Linked DNA regions of Mus musculus: region 1 is linked to region 2. Evidence: chromatin contacts called from public HiChIP or PLAC-seq data. All regions are on one chromosome and are shown on one strand. Each heading gives the region's core, a stretch centred on a gene start, on an enhancer-like site or on the middle of the called end of the contact. The rest is flanking DNA. Distances are from core to core; before and after follow the strand shown. Region 1 has its middle 38 kb from the start of Crabp1. Region 2 holds the start of Dnaja4 (DnaJ heat shock protein family (Hsp40) member A4).

Region 1 (2,700 bases), core at 191-2,690, 100 kb after region 2:
TGGCTGGCTTTAGAGAGCACATAACGGAGAGGCAGGGGCATAACTGTAACCAACGGGGACAGGCCCAGGCAAGCCTCCCTCTTCCGTTCCTGGCCCAACAGGGTGGGACTAGCCCCAAGGATTAGAGCAGCTGCTGTCAGGTGGATAGCTGCTGGCCCCAAGTGAAGCAGCAAGAAGCTGCCACCGGGACTGACTCCAGGTAAGGGCTCTACTGATTCACGTGGGAACAGCAAGCCTCTGGCCTCACTGACATACAGAGATGACCCTGTCTCTCACACTGAGTCAGCACGAACTCCAGCCAATCCCTGGATCCACAGCTGTAATTCAGATGGAAAGAACACTGAGATACGAGACTTGGAGGAGCCGAAGTCAAAGTCTCCCTCTGGTCCCAAAGTCTCCCACCTTGAGCTCGGTCTCCTGGCCACTTTAGGGTCTCAGTTTACTTTTATGTAATAAGAGAGATTCTCTCTCTCTCTCTCTCTCTCTCTCTCTCTCTCTCTGTGTGTGTGTGTGTGTGTGTGTGTGTACCTGGTGTTCAATAAATGTTGATGTAACCCTTCCATATTTTCAAGATACCAGTGGTCATATGTTGACCTAGTTCTTGTCCTTACTAAGCAGACTGTGTGGACAGGAAGACAGATACTAGTCAGTGAATCACATGAGACAGTGCACAGTGACAACAGCAGGTTCAACAGCAGGACATAGTGAAAATTTGCAGCAGAGGACCTGACTTCCCTGAACATAGCATGTCTAAGTTGAGCACTCAGAAGTAATGGGGTGCATTAGGCAGATAGAAGAGGGGCAACAATCTAGGCTCTAGAAACAGCACATGCAGAGGCTCTGAGGCAAGAGAGTATTCAGCAGCCAGGGCCAGAAAGGGGGGTCAGTCTAAATGATGGAATTAGGTGGCCTGTGGTGAGAAGAGAGCCTAGAAAGGGGTGAAGCTAAAACTGTGTGCTGGATGATAAATGCCAAGCCAATTATATATGCTTCCAACCTCAAGGAGCTTATGATTCACCCAACGGGATAACTATTGAGTTTCTTGTCAATATTCTTGGGTGTGTCAGGTCTATTATTGCATCTTGGGCCATGGCCTATAAGAAATTAAGGCAGTGTCTAACTTATCCAGTTGGAATTTCTACAAACCACCAACCTCTCAATGTATACACAGTCCAGCTGCGAGGAATGGAGAGCAGCCGAGAACCAGCTTCCAGAAAGTTTAAGGATGCCCAGGGGAGAATGAGCCCAATCTGCCTTTTTCCTGCCACATCTCTGTGAATCACATCCATTTGCTGCTGACTGCACAAATGGTTTGCATTAGGGGGACCATGGTCTTGTCTTTTCTGCTTTTATTCTTTCCAGATGAGGCTAGACTGGCAGGCCTAGCAGGATGGAGGAGTGGGGTGATTGATCGGCAGCCAATCCAAGGAGCCTTGGAGGGGTCAGAGGGGAGTGTCCAGCCTCAGGCTAAGGGAGGTGGAACCCCCTTTTAGCCATTCCTGCACATCTTTGTTCTGTCTGGGTGTGGCAGTTTGGTGACCTCACAGTAGTGACTAAAGAGGGAACAATGGCACTAATTCTTTAGTATTGAGCAATCATCCTGTTGGGAGAATCTAAGTCTACACACTTGTCAATAATCCTAAATGGACTCAGTTTCGGGGGGGAGGGGTGTCCCCATTCTGGGAGGTGGGAGGAATGTGATATTGGTTAATCTGATGTCTTCCTGAATTGTGCTGAACTCCTGGAAGGGCTGTGAAGGAAATGGGCATGGGGTGACTGCATACCCAGCCGTGCTTCTCACTAGGCCTGGGAGATGGCCCAGTGAGTAAGAGCACTTACTATATAAGTAAGTGCCTGAATCCCCAGAAAAAAAAAAACCTAAAAAGCCAGGATGTGGCTGCACATGCCTGTGGCCCCAGCACTGCAAAGGGCAGAGCCAGAGACATCTGCAACTTGCTGCCTGCCAACAGAGCTAATCAGCCAGTTCTGGGTTCAGTGAGAGACCCAGTCTCGAGGGAATAAAGTAGAGAGTGATAGAGAAGGACACCTGATGTCCTCCACTAGCCAACACACATACACAGACACCCATGCGCGCACACACATTCACACACAAACAAACACACTCTCACATACATATACACACACACACACATTCACACACATATCACACACACATTCTCTCACACATACACATTCACACACAAACACACTCTCACATACATACATACACATACATGCACACACTCTCTCACAAACATATCACACACACATTCTCTCTCACACACACACTCATATACATTCACACACACACACACACATGAAGCAGTGTTATATACCATAAAGATTCTCTCCTCCACCCAGCAGCAGCACAGGTCCTTTCCGCAAACCAGTGACTTGTCTTTCTGAGGCCCCAGGACACAGGGGCCACACCATGTCATTCTTGATCACATAGGACACAAAGGTGGCACTATCAAGCTGTACCAAAGGAGCTTGGATAAGGCTTGGCTGACCTCCTGCCACTGGCCTGGACTTCATAGCTCCCAGTCTCCTTTCCTACCTCCCAGCCAATAACTTTTCTCTCCGAGGAACTGAGAGCCCACTCCCACTCACCCTCACCTCAACCAGTGCACCCAAGACTCCAGGGGCTTTGCTGTGCCATTCCTCCACTCAAGCTGTAAGGGGATAATCTTTGGGCTGGTA
Region 2 (2,700 bases), core at 168-2,667:
CAGAAGTGGAGAAATAAGCCCGACGGCAGAGATTTGTGTAGAGAAGACACAGGAAAATGGAGTCACAAATTCCTGACCTCCTGTCCTGAATCTGCCCAAAAGTGACTGTTCTATAGGAGCAAGATCCAGAAAGTGGATTCTCATGTTCCCCGGAAAAGAAGCTAGCGGCTTGGCTTAATTTCTCATGGGTATTAAGTCGTTTGTATCCCTATTGCGCGCATGAAAGAGGAGCTTCAGCCACCAGATCAAAACCCAGGCCAGTGGACTCCAGGGAGCTGGCCAGGGTGGCTTCCTCTCCTGGATAAAGTGTTGCACCACGAGAAGCCTAAGTAGGCCAGAAGGGTCTGCAGTATTCTGATAGCGCTGCAGCAGCAAGTCCACACCCACATGTTTTGAGTAGTCTTAATCGTGGCATCCGTTGAAAGCAGCCTAGAGAAGTAGAAGATTGGACCGCCTGGTCTTGTAGGCTTCAGTGCCCGGTAGAGCTGCAATACTGGTTCGATGGCTCTGCCTTGGCCCATTTGTGCATTGATATGTGTGTGTATGGGGGTGGGGGTGGGGTGGGGATTCCCACTCCTGAAAAAAAAGAGAGATCACTGCTCATCCTTGAAAGACTTGGAAATAATGTCACTGTTCACAGGTGATAGACGTCATCACTGCTCACAGCTGGGAAACGTCACTCCTCACCCTTGGGGTACTTATGAGGTTTCCAGCTGTGGGCAATAGAGAGGCCAGTGTCCAAACTCAGGCCACCTAAAGGCCACTGTTCACATCTTCAAAGGCTAATGGTCACCCAGCCTTCAAGATGCCTAGGGGGAACCAGCCACCGCAGGATCTCGACGCCACCACAGAAGGCAGCCATTCACTCCAACACCCCCCAAAATGCAACAATCCAAGGCAGACCCCAGAGCACACCCCCGCAGTGACCGAACAGAAGGGGGCCACACCCCGAGGCAGAGGCCGGGTGGGGTCCGCGCGTCCGCTGACCTCCCAGTCCAAGCTCTCCTCTGCCCAGGGTTCGCGCACACGAGGCCCTCCTGCAGGCCATCGGATCCCAGAGCGACCCAACCCCGCGGACCCACGCAAGGGCAAGGGGACGGCCTCGGGGCGGCGTGACAATCGGCAGCGAACGACTTCCACCACGAAGCCCGAAACCTCCACGCCGAAGCCCCCCACCCCCGAGCACCCCAACATGGCCCGTGGCGGCAGTCAGAACTGGAGCTCCGGGGAGTCGGACGGCCAGCCAGAGGAGCAGACTTCAGAAGAGAACGGGTGAGCGCGCGCGCCCGGCCGGAGGACCGAGCCCCGGAGCCGCCGGAACCTCCGCGAACGTTCTGGGCCTATGTGGCGTCACGCCTCCTGGCGGAACCTTCCGCCGGCGCCGAATAAAAGCCGGCGGCGGAGGTACCGGCGGCTCGAGTGCGGCGGTGCCGGGAGCGCAACTGGGTCCCGGGCTCACGCTCGGGACGGAGCCCCGGGAAGCGGCCGCGACCGAGACGGTGACGCGCAGGCCGGCGTCGGGGGCACGGGCCGGGGGCGTCGGGGGCGCGCTGACCCGCTTCGTCCGCCCCACCCCGCAGAGACAAGATGGTGAAGGAGACCCAGTACTATGACATCCTGGGGGTGAAGCCCAGCGCGTCCCCGGAGGAGATCAAGAAGGCCTATCGGAAGCTGGCGCTCAAGTACCACCCGGACAAGAACCCGGATGAGGGCGAGAAGGTGCGGGGCCCCGCGGGGTGTCGGGGTTACGGGAGGACCCGGGCTGTGAATTATTGAAGGCGACGCAGAGGCTCTCTCCAGGAGCCGCGCCAGCCCGAGGGAGGCCGCGGGGCGCAGTCAGTCGGGGGCACCTAGCAAGGCTAGGTGCGGGGCGCCAGTGCCAGCAGCCATCCGCACCTTCGTTCGCTCTACAAGTGTTTCTGGAGCCCCTGCTTCCGGGCTGTGAGGACCCTGACGGGGATCCGTGCTGACCTCTGGGAGCACAGCTCTCTGAGGCAGCCCTGGCATTCCTGTGGGAGAAGACACCGGCAAACCAGAAACCCTGGCACCGGTGAACAGAAGCTATGTGCTTGTTGGGGACCCCCCCCGGCAGCGAAATATTGTGTTTCTGTTCCGCGTGTTGCATAAGCCCTAGGGATGAGTTCCTGTGATCTGACTTGTACCTTAGACAAACCCAGCGTCCCTCTTGAGAGGGACTGAGTGGATATGATCTGTGAGGGCCACCTCCTGCCTGATACAGTTTTCAGACACGGAATCATCACTTTTTTTGTCGTTATTAATCAGGGGTGCAGAAGTCTGTAACCCGACACATCTGCTTATAGTGAGAACTCCAGGTTTCCTGTGACAAATGACCCACGGTTGACCATAAGTACTGACAGATAATAGGCTGAAGTGCTCTGCAACTGGTGTCCTAATTTGAACCTTTTCCATCCTGTTTACAGAAATAAGGCATTCTTCATTTTGTTCCCAAAGCGGAAATGGCCCACCTGAATAGGAGACTCAAAGTACCAGCCATTGCAAGGAGAGTTGGCTAGCTAGTCTGTTTCACTTCTTGTCGTTTAAGAAAACAAAACAAACCCCCAAGGAAACCAAACAAAAAACCCACTTTGGCTGCCCCAGATGAATCTGGGGAGCCAGCGCCATGGTGGGAGCGCATAGCAGTCACACCTGGATCACTTTTGGAGCCGCTGATCACCCTGT

What was found. HiChIP or PLAC-seq counts read pairs in DNA pulled down with a chosen protein or histone mark.
Region 1: a contact with region 2 is called in an HNF4G HiChIP or PLAC-seq map of pancreatic cancer cells. The contact joins the enhancer-like site here to the promoter of Dnaja4 in region 2. A contact is called at or near these places in 2 of 39 promoter capture datasets (embryonic stem cells and stem cell-derived epiblast-like cells), 1 of 484 Hi-C or Micro-C datasets (nephron progenitors), 3 of 115 datasets of contacts at active chromatin or transcription factors (embryonic stem cells and pancreatic cancer cells) and 3 of 9 other capture datasets (adipose tissue, embryonic stem cells and pancreatic islet).

The regions. Positions count from the first base shown.
Region 1 is chr9:54,801,646-54,804,345 of GRCm38.p6, forward strand. No RefSeq gene overlaps it. Among named protein-coding and RNA genes, the nearest start is that of Crabp1, 38 kb to the left of the region's middle. Within about 2 kb of position 1,441, at least 106 of the 459 cell types and tissues checked have an H3K27ac peak or open chromatin away from gene starts, as enhancers often do. A contact at or near this core is called in embryonic stem cells and pancreatic cancer cells, where this site is marked.
Region 2 is chr9:54,698,142-54,700,841 of GRCm38.p6, forward strand. Dnaja4 (DnaJ heat shock protein family (Hsp40) member A4) reads left to right here and starts at 1,418. Exons shown (of 7, transcript NM_021422.4): 1 at 1,418-1,719. The coding sequence starts at 1,588. It overlaps Gm46113 (a long non-coding RNA gene), which reads right to left and starts at 579. Exons shown (of 2, transcript XR_001779175.2): 1 at 1-579.